Regions from separate parts of the Drosophila melanogaster genome. Here region 1 is linked to region 2. The links are chromatin contacts, called in public Hi-C maps. All regions are on one chromosome and are shown on one strand. The core of a region is the stretch at or near the end of the contact, and the rest is flanking DNA. Distances in the headings are between cores, read along the strand shown.

The links. A called contact is a pair of places that touch in the nucleus more often than the background predicts.
Region 1: a contact with region 2 is called in a Hi-C map of the Kc167 cell line, with 2.8 times the contacts expected there. A contact is called at or near these places in 4 of 107 Hi-C or Micro-C datasets (the Kc167 cell line and the S2 cell line) and 1 of 7 datasets of targeted methods (the Kc167 cell line).

What each region holds. Positions count from the first base shown.
Region 1 is chr3R:7,471,285-7,477,041 of dm6, reverse strand. CG1142 reads left to right here and starts at 3,261. Exons shown (of 2, transcript NM_176415.3): 1 at 3,261-3,781; 2 at 4,195-4,584. The coding sequence starts at 3,305. The coding sequence ends at 4,563. It overlaps scaRNA:MeU5-C46 (small Cajal body-specific RNA : MeU5-C46), which reads left to right and starts at 3,820; the gene lies at 3,820-4,135. snRNA:7SKa (small nuclear RNA 7SK a) reads left to right here and starts at 2,046; the gene lies at 2,046-2,489. tRNA:Val-CAC-2-3 (transfer RNA:Valine-CAC 2-3) reads left to right here and starts at 4,910; the gene lies at 4,910-4,982. It also overlaps tRNA:Val-CAC-2-4.
Region 2 is chr3R:7,185,492-7,190,575 of dm6, reverse strand. It overlaps lap (like-AP180), which reads right to left and starts at 3,582. Exons shown (of 11, transcript NM_079528.3): 1 at 3,029-3,582; 2 at 310-452. The coding sequence starts at 3,164. CG10055 reads left to right here and starts at 3,903. Exons shown (of 3, transcript NM_141446.2): 1 at 3,903-4,270; 2 at 4,366-4,762; 3 at 4,819-5,084. The coding sequence starts at 4,005.

The DNA.
Region 1 (5,757 bases), core at 2,012-4,511, 290 kb before region 2:
ATTCTAATAATGAATACAATTGGAATTTTTGCCATTGTACACACTATATTGGCAATCAAATTAATTAATGTGTGAATGGAAAAGTCACCAACGCGTTTTGCACTATTTTATTAAATTAGCACCAGCTCAATGTGCAATGAAATTAATTATCTGCATTCGGTTTAATGCCGCGTGCCTAAGTAAAGTAAAATGCTGCTAGTTGATGGCGCTAAAAATACAAATAAACCAGCAAAATTGTGTCAGATTAGCTCTGGCTTTTGCAAAATGAAAACTGACACTTTGTCCGGCCTAATTCGTATTAGTGCATTTAACATTTAGAATCAAATTAGTGGCGAATTATTTGGTTCACTTTTGTTTGTTAAGTTTGACATATACCACCCTTTGATTTCCGAATCTCACGATGCTTGAACGTAAAAATATATAAACGAATGATGACAGATAGTTAATACAATTTAATATTGGTATCAACCGCAAACGAATCCTAAACAAATTATTCATTAATTAATCAGTGATTGCCTTACAATTAAAGACAGCAATAAATGTTGTATCATGATTTATTTTATTTCAGGGTCAAATTTAAGTTTACACCTACCCACATATTAACTAAATTTTATTTTAACACTTGTATTTACCGACTTAATGGAAGCTACATGTCTTATGACGAATGAATGCTGATAAATAGAAAGGTAAATTATGCAACGATTGCTGTAGGAAACTCCTTAATACATATCTCATATCGTGATATACCTGTACATATAAACACGATTTTCCCAGTAATAAGAACCAAAGCAATAGTCTGGCAGACCATTAGATGTTCTACGCCAAATTTCTCCAAGACTTTAAAACGCCTCGCAAAGTAATACTGCGCTTTCTATATACAGTAACTATCTAAAGATTTTCATAGTTAAGCTCGTTAGATCCAACTAAAGACATCAGAATAATTATAAAGTATTTGATCCAACCTTAAGTATGTATATCAGTAAATCTATTAATCCCAATTAAGAGGTATACTTTTAAAAAAGTATGGTACACCGCAGCTGCAACTTTGGACGCACGCTTGTCAGCTGTTTCCGTAGTGTAGCGGTTATCACGTGTGCTTCACACGCACAAGGTCCCCGGTTCGAACCCGGGCGGGAACAATTCCAGTTTTTTTTGTCAAATTTATGTTTGGCCCTTCATAACCAAGTTTGTTTTTTATTGTATTCCTATTGTCTTGGCGAAGCCTTGCCTTTTGAGTCGTCTCAGAGGTTTAGCGGGGATGAGACGTCTTGCAAGAAGACTGCTATGGCTCAATAATCTGTCACCAAAGACACTAGAATATTCTAGGGTCTTTGCTGTCACTATATCGACTTGTATTTCTCCCAATTTGTGTCTCAACTGTGTGAATATTGAGGTCTTTATGGAGTGTAGAGTTACGTACATGCGCGATTTTGCATCACCTGGATACGTTTATAATTCGATTTGGTCGCAATTCCCCAAATCATTTATGTTCCTACTTCACTTATTTTATTTTTATAGTGTTCGATGTACGGATTCTTCACTTAATAAATAATAATTTAAAAAAAAAATTCTATTCATATTATTTTAACTAATTTAAAAATTACATCTTTTTCTGAACACATATTACAAAGGGTACAAATCTATAAATGCATTTGATTTTCTTGTTTGTTTACCTACCGCTGTATGGCACACATATAAAAATATGTATCAGCAAACTCATGCTGTCATTCCACTTTGAAGAATCTTTCGTTTGCTCGAGCCCAGCCGAGGGCAATTCAGGAATATATACTTCCTATTGTTATTTTTTTACCATTCTGCATTTCTCAGTCATTATGAAACAATTTAAATTTCTTACATAGAAACTATACTTTTGATTTCACAGGCTTTTAAAGCAACGTTCATACACGGGTATGCATAAGCAATGGCAAAACCCACCCCGATTTGGTTTGCCATACAGCACGTTTGCCCGACTGCCAGCTTGTAATTCCCAAGTGCTTATTTGGTCAAATACTCGTATAAATACGATATCTGCTTCCCGTTACTTCGGAAGTGTATTCTGTGATTGTTCTGTACATTGATCGATATTCAGGTAACTGCATCTGCTTATCAGATCTGTTCAGAGCCGACCCTCCGTCACACCTTTGTGTTTCCCAGTAATTCTGCCTGGCGTTGCCGTGGCTCCTCGTTCGGATCGGCTTTCCGCTGCCTTCCACTGGATGACGACGGGTTATCCGGCGGTCGACGCACGGTCATGCACCCCCGATCCGTCGCCCCCACCACCCCGCGGATTCTGGTCTCGACCGGAAGCCGTATTGGGCGGGGACGGGCGGCGGTCCGGTGCTGAAGCCGGCGACAGTTGCCCGAGTCAGCCACTTTCAAAATTTGTTGGTTAAGTAACTTAGTAGCTTAGCTTCGGATTTTCGTAACAAATTTGCTGTTCAGAACACTTCCATGTACGCGGCATTGCCGAGCAATTTGCCCATTCTTTTGCTGCAGCGAACTACGTTCCAATATTTATTTATTATTTATTTTGTTATTAAAATGCATATTTATACAACTTATTATTTGAAAGTAACAATTTCTTTTTTTACAGTGAAACTAGAACTCTCAAAAATAGAACCCCAAATGCATTTTTGCTCGTAACAGGCAAACGGTATCTTGATACTAATATACGGGCATGTGTAGCATTACGGATTTCGAAGAGTATTTCTACTAGTTTTTAAGTTTTGAGATTTTTAATGCATATCGATTTCATGAATAAAGTTTCCTTCCAAAAACTAAATATGTATTTCTACTTATACTCAATAATCTCTTTTCCATGAGCATTGCAATATGACGACTATTACCAAGCAATTTAGAAGCATTGGCACATTTAGGCAGTATTCAGCTATTAGGTCCACCAAGCACGAAGTTATCGGTCCTCGCACTCGGAACTGATGTTTTATGTGGAGGTTTACTTAATTGTACGTTCAAAATTGCTTAAGCAACTAATTGTTATACCTTAACAAAGAAAAAATAAAAATTGGGGGTATTCCATTAGGTTGTAAGTCGGTTGTGAATTTTTGAATTTAAACCTTTAGATCAAATGTACTTGTCAGAAAAATTAAATTAGAACACAAATTTTTTTAAACTAAAAGTAATTTAAGTAATAAATGTTCAGGAATGCCCTTGCCAAGAGCTAGTATTTTCCAAATTACATGCAGTGCATTTAGTATATTTTTGACAGTCGACCTGTGAGTGTGTGTGCTACTACTACACGGTCACACTGTTTGTATGTTATAAACAAGCGTGGTTGCCGCACAAAATGGATTCTATTTTTCTGGTAGACACAACAGGACGCCAGGAATTCAATGGCGAGCAGCAGCAAAAGAAGATTGTGTACAACAAAGAGCTGCTCCTGACAGAAAGTGACGCGCACAGCGAGGAGGACGAGGAACAAAATGAGGGCGCAGTGGAGCTCTTTGGCCTAAAGTTGAACTCCAAGGAAGTGCTCGATGTCGTGAATTCCCTGCCTGACCGAAAGAAGCCGGTATCCAAGGTTGCCAAGCAGCTGGAGGACCTCTGCGAAAAGGTCGAGAGTGCAGTGGAGAACTCCAGCAAACCGAAAGTAGTGCCCCGGAAGCGGGTAACAGAACTGAACCACGATGCTCCGCATCTGGACCTGCGGCAGGAAAACCTGGAAAGTAATATGAAGAGGACGAAACAGGCCTTGAATCCAGGACTAGAACAGGCGCATGCACTGCCCACCGTGGGAAAGAGGCAGCAACCCATCATCAACAGAGTGAGTGTGAAGCGATTTGTTCGTACAAACAGCCCTTTTGCCCATGATGAAATATTCGACATCGGAGTTTGCGCATTGGCGACAAGACCTAAGGCTCAGACTCTAGCAAATCTAGTTTCATCCGTTGTAATCTTTGCTGCTGCACTCCAGAATTTGCAGTGGCCGTAAGGCCAGCGGGACACCAACAGCCAGGGATCAAGACTATTATCTGTCATTGAGTCCTAGACAGATAGTTTAGTCTCTGGTTTACAGAACACCCAAATGGAAATGAAACACGCGCTTTTGTCGACCCAGGAGCCAGTTAGGTCTAAGCTGTTTGTCATGGTGACGACGTCTTTAGTAATCTGAGCGCAACATATTGGAAATTTCAGACCCTACCTTGCTTTTATTTTTAATCGCCTTCCTTTTTTCAGGCTGAACGCTCAAAGACCAAGGGCAAGGGATGGTTTAATCTGCCCGCCACAGAGATCACCGACGAGATGCGAAACGAACTGAAAATAGTTCAGATGCGATCGGTTCTGAACCCTAAGCAATTCTACAAGAAGAACGACCTTAAGAGTCTGCCCAAATTTTTCCAAATCGGTACTGTGCTACCTTCGCATTTGGATCACTACCAAGAAAAGAAGTCCAAGAAGAAGCAGTCGCTGGTAAATGAGTTGTTAGAAGACGAGAGCTTCCAGAAGTTCAACAAGAGGAAGTTCAACGAGGTTATTAAGCGCACAGACAAATACGCCTATCGGAAAAACTTGAAGAAAATGAAAAAACTTAAGAAAAATAAATAAATATAAAATATTTTAAAACCTAACTTACTCGTCTCTATATTTTATTTGAACTTAAATAATGATGGGGTAAATAGTCAAGTCAGAAAGTAGTCACTCCAGAGATCGTGGAGTATCGCAAGATCCGTATGGTTAGTACCTTTCTGCGAAATAGAGGAGTTTATTTTATGTTCTCTTCCTTTGGCCAAATATTTAAAAATCATATTCCTCAGTAAGATTCTTTATATTGTGTGTATTAACAATATTTTTGACAAACTAAATTGATAACTTTATTCTAAATTGTTATAAGTGAACGAGGAAAGTTTCTTTTTAATTTTATAACCAATCTTTGAATCATGTCTTCCATCTAGTTTCCGTAGTGTAGCGGTTATCACGTGTGCTTCACACGCACAAGGTCCCCGGTTCGAACCCGGGCGGGAACAGAAAGATTTTTTATAACAATTTTTATATATATTTTTTAATGACTGTGTTTTAATTTCGTTTAACTTAAATTTATGATTTCAAAGTAGAAGAACAGATCGATAAATTTCATATAAAGCTGGTCAAGAAGTAAATGTTGAAAAGTGGTGAATTAAGGTATACTTTCAGGCATCATCTCTTAATAACCCAAAATCGGCGCACCGGCATCCCTTGGTGAAAATGCACCCATTACAACGTACAAAAACCAACTTTTTAAAATTTTATTTGCCAAATCCACTAAAAGACAGGGTTTTATTGGAAGCCCCCGTACCACAGCCGAACGCAGCAAGGTACCTTGGAGTGCTTCTGGATCGCAGACTCACATTTCCCAAGCATGTGACTGACATCAGAACACGCCTACGTGCTAAGTTGGCGAAGCACTACTGGCTACTTTGTTCGCGCAGTAAATTGTCGCTATCCAACAAGCTGACAATTTACAAACAGATATTAGCACCAAACTGGAAGTATGGATGCCAAATCTCGGGCTTGGCATGCGACAGCCAAATAAAAAGGATCCAGGCTATTCAAAATAAGGTAGCAAGACTCATCACCGGCTGCGAGTGGTTTGTGCGAAACACCACCCTGCACAGAGACCTGAAACTCGCAACGGTATTTGACGAGATAAACCAGCACTCGAGCAGGTACCATGACAGGCTGGAGCGCCACAGAAATCGGCTGGCCAGCGCTCTTAACAGATCTCGCCCACCAAGGAGGCTCAACAGAAGGCAACCGAGGGAT
Region 2 (5,084 bases), core at 2,333-4,832:
TATGTCACCAAAAAAATTACTAAGAAATAAAACTGAACGAACAAAAACTGAAAGTAAAATACCACACAACGATATACTTGGTCAGAGGTCATCCCAAAAGAGTAATTCTGCAGTAATAAGTTGCCATTAAAGGTACAAGAAGGAAAATAATAAGAATCTCATGATGTACGTGACCTATTCATCTGTATATTAAATCAAACAAAATAGATTACCTCATTTCGAACGCTTAAATGAAAGTAAAAATGTATTTGAAATACGCCCCTAAGCTTCGCACAAACACTAGATTCCGATAAATACACAAATACAAACCTCATTGCCATATGCCATCAGATGATGTGTGGTTATCAGCGACTTGTAGACGACGACCCAGTTGGCATTCTGTGAACGCTCGATAAGTAAATTGGCCAGATGAGGTATCGACACATTCGGCTCGTTTGTGCAGTGCACCAAATCTGCAATTAAATAAAGGTATGAAACTTATATTAACACAAAGCAACCACAAACTAATTTAACATTTTACATTGATTTAAAATAATAAATGAAAATCATTTTATTAAGCATAGCTTTATATTAGTTTCTTAACGCATATCCATACAGTAGATTAGAAAACAATAAAGAACGTTTTTTTTTTTTGTAATTTTCGGTTAGTGAACCATTTGCTCTTTTCCTTAATTTTGTACGTCCAACTCAACTTTACTTTTGGTTGCGATTAACTTTGACTTGATATTTATTTTCCCAAGCATTTATTGGAAAAATCAATCAGATTCGATATAACCGCCGACAACTATTAGTTATTATCCTCTAGATTTATTCAACAGTATATTTTTTTTACGAAAACTTAGTTCATATGAGCAAAACAACAAATGTTTACATGTTTAAGAAGCAACATAAAACTTTAAAAGTCAATTTATCTGTTCCAGAAACAAACAACGTTTCTGTAAAGATTATTATTATTATAATAACCGAACCTCCCATAAATTTAATCATCTTGTTTTTTGCGTCCCGTTATCGGTCGCGACTCTTAGTCGTTGTTTGCTTATCTGCGCTTTAAGCTTGCAGCCGCCATTCAAGCTAAATACTGACGGAAAAGTGTCGATGATAAGAGCTGAATCCCATTGTGTCTACTATCATGCGCTTCCATTTGAATCAATTCCCATTTCGGTTGGAAAGTGTTTGTCGCCGAGCAAGAAAAAATTGCATGGGATTCGAGGGGCGTTGCACATTTCACAAGCCATCGCAGATGTTCGCCGTCCTTTTGCTTCATTTTGTTTGGCTGACGGGCGCCAGGCCAGTGATTCATTTATACATAAATAAGAACAAATTTCAATAAACAGTAAATGTGGAAAATTGATCGGTCCTTGTAAACGAAACTGGTGAGTTTCTTAACGAGCACAGTGGCCTGGGGGTGTCACTTTATGACAAAACGTTGAAATCGCTGAGTAGTTAAGACATTTTGAATGAGTTATTTAGTTAAAATTCGTATCCGCCCTTTTTGAAATCTTCACTGATTCACATATATTTCGAAAATATTTACAGTGCTCGGATACCAAAAGCGATTGGCGACTTCTGTAGCGTAGTTATCGCTGGGGTCAATTCGCATGCTTATGCTCTTAAATACATAAATAAATAAATGTGTCGGGTATCGAGACTCCACTGTAGTGGGGGACCATTGATACTTAATTTTAATTATTATTGCCCACTTGTGTAGCTGGTTGAAATATTCTGGGATCTTTTCAATCGGTGTAAAGCTCATTAAGTGCTGTTGTTTCCGTGAACACACAACTGGTTTTATCATAGGACAAAAGTTGTTAACAAAAGAAAATAGAGAAAATAGGTAGAAGAAATATATTTCATGCTACCTGCTGACGTCTTGTAAAATGTACGGACTGACTTTTAACTCAGGTTTAATTTATTTAGACTTTTGGTAACTGAATTGAGCATAACGTTTTGGATAAAGTAATCAACTTGAATAAACAGCACATGTGGCCAAATTTTGGGTTATATTGGAAATTGGTTTGCGGCAACTGCAATACAATGTTTATGTGACAAGTAACGCCCCACAATATTGCCCTCTTTTATTCCCATTTACTCGTAGCCATATCTGATGAGTCATCTGAAAAGTGCCAACAAGCTAAATAAAAGGGGGTCAAAATGCGAGCAAAACTAGCCAAAAAAACAGATTCCAACGGGAATGAATGTCGTTAGGATATGGAGCTCTTTAGAAGTATTTGCAAAATTCAAACGTGTAAGCAAATCCAGCAAATTAGGGAAGACTCTTGCATAAATTTAACAAGCAATGACACCGTGACAAACACAATCCCTGCTTTCGTAGGCGTTTTAAGCCATTCAAAGCCCCTACAAACACACGTGCACCCGTGGGAAAGTGACGTAACATTAGAGAGAGAGAGAGAGTGTGTTGGTAGAAAGAGAGGGGAGTCCAATCAATGACGAACGGAGTCCACAAACACCAGCAGCTGAGCCACAGATGCAATTTGAGGGTGGTGGTTTGTGTTTGTGGGACTTTGTGGACCGTAATCAGTGGTTTCGTTTTCAGAAAACTTTGTGATTTATCGCACAAAAACAAAAGGCACGTGAAAATGGAGCGAGGAAGCCAAGAAACCCGAACTGGTTGCATCTGAATGTTGTTGCTAAATTACTTTTGCAGCGTACTAACTGTGCCGATGGTTTTTATATTTAGGCTACATTTAAATTTTTTATTTTCTTTGCTAATTTGTTAGGCACTCCTTACTTTAGTATATTATTCATTCCAATTTTTATTATTATTAAAATTTAAGTTAATTTCTAAACAGATTTTATTGCGACTTATGTTTGCAAATAAAAATAAATTAATTTTAAAGCGTTACAAAGTAACAATAATATTTTCGTGTGTTTGATGGGTACATTTCCACTAGTAGCACAAGGCTGTGCCTCTTTTCTCTCTGTGTTATAACAAGGAAATGTAACGGTGATTTACGCAATGAAAGACCAAGAGAGTGGGCAAGGGAAAGAGATAGACAGGGCAACTCACAGTCCAAGTGCTTCTTCTTCGGGCCAATGCATTCCTCCGTGGTGGCCTTGCAAACGGACTTGGCGAGTCCTTGGCCCGCAAGGCTGTGACGGGCGGCCAGCAGCCTGTCGTTGATCGTTTGCCCTGCCATGGTCATGATGAAGCTGTTGCTGTTGTTGTTTCTGCTGCCGCTCGCTGGTTTTTATTTACTTGATTAATTTAATTATGCACCAAAGGAGCTGACCACACCGACACACACACACACTCGAAAGCAGATACAGAGAGAGGGAGAGAGAGACACACACACACACGCGTATGGGGCGAGCGAGAGACAGAGAGGTATTGATTGATTGAGAATATTTCGAACGGGAAAACTCTGCTATGCGAGCCTCACGATTAAACTAACAGTAAAGATTTAGTGGTTCCTACGTCACAATCACTACACAATTTATCGCCGCGGTTTATGCGCTCTCTAACCGGTGCCTAACGCTGAAACGCGATTTTTTAATTCTCTATTTTTCCTCTGCCACAAATCGATAATGGCGACTGGCAAATGGAGCGAGCGTATGAGCAATGTCCTAAAGCGTCCACAAAGTGGAGCTAACGCGTGCAATCGACTTGAGTTTACGGCGTTAGGTGGGAAAATATCGATTGCCATAACGTAAGCGAATACGAAATAGCTGAACTTAGCTTTTACGATGTGTTCATATAAGTTCTGAAAATAAAAAAAAATAATGATAAATAAATAAATAAAAATATAAAATATTAAGATACTATAAATAAATCTTTTTTTATAACTTAGCACTTAAAATTCCCCAACAGCAGTTAAAAAGTAGCTAGATTTGTCGGAAGTGTAGCCAAACGTAACGTAAGCTAAGGGGCTGTCAACAGGAATTTTTAGTTTCGAGTAGGCGGTCATACTGGTCATTAAAATAAATAAAATTATACTAAAAAACAGTAGTTAGCACAATCAACAGTCTCGTAATAAAATTGTAAGATGTTGAATGGACAGATTGCACACAGTTATTTGGAGAACTCGTGCACGCTGATCATACCCCGCCCGCCTGTCCTGAATCAGTCCTCAAAGTCGGCCCAGCCAGCAGCAGCTGCTGCTGCTTCTTCTTCCGCTGGTGAGGAGTTTGGTCAGGAAGCGGGGTCGGGGTTGGCGGAAGCGGAGGCGTTGCATGTGGATCGCATAAGAAACTGCGATATATTCGTTGACGCGCACGATCTTTATTTCTACGCAGATGTTAAGCTGTACAAGTGAGTCACATCCGGCAATCTGTCGTGCCCATGGTGGGCCATGGTGGCGAAATTCCAGCGATATCATTGCGTACTTGTACTCCCTTTTCGGACAGATTCCACAGCCGTCGCACCTTCGACTTGCGAGAGCTGAAGACGCTGTTGATAAAGTTCAACACGACAGAGAATCACTACCAAATTTGCCTGCGCTGTCTGCCCCTAACAGCGGGTGCCCAGGAAGGACCCGGTGGAGAAAGAGGCGGAGGCGGTGGTACGGGGGATGCAGCCAAGCAGTGGAATAGTCGCAAAGAGTACATAGCCGCATTCCTGCACCTACCCACACTGAGTGCCAATTTGCCGGACAAGCAGCCTCTGGTGCAGGAATGGAAACTCAAACGAATCACCGATCAGTGCCAATTGCAGCTCGACGACCACGAGCGCACCTACAAGCTGACCAACAATTTTGGGTACGGCTATGCTAGCGAATACAGCGGACCGCTAGACCTGAGTGAGGTGAGTTCAATTGGTTAACCTGCTCTTCCGCGCACTAAACACAGATGTTTTCACAGTTGGACAGAGCCACGTGCCGCGTGTCGGAGCCACATCGCATGAGCCCCATCCAAAGGCGGCAAGAGCGCGTGGTCGATGAGATGAAGCGCTTTTCCCGCGAGCAGTACAAAATAAATTTTGTGGAGCTACAGGTTCCGTCCGGTCACCAGAATCCTTTACGCTACAAACCGAAAATCTACGAGACTTCCATGACCCAGGAGCAAGCGCATCTGCTGCACAACATCAGCCGAATGCAGACACGGGAGCAGCAGCCGTGCGACGTTTT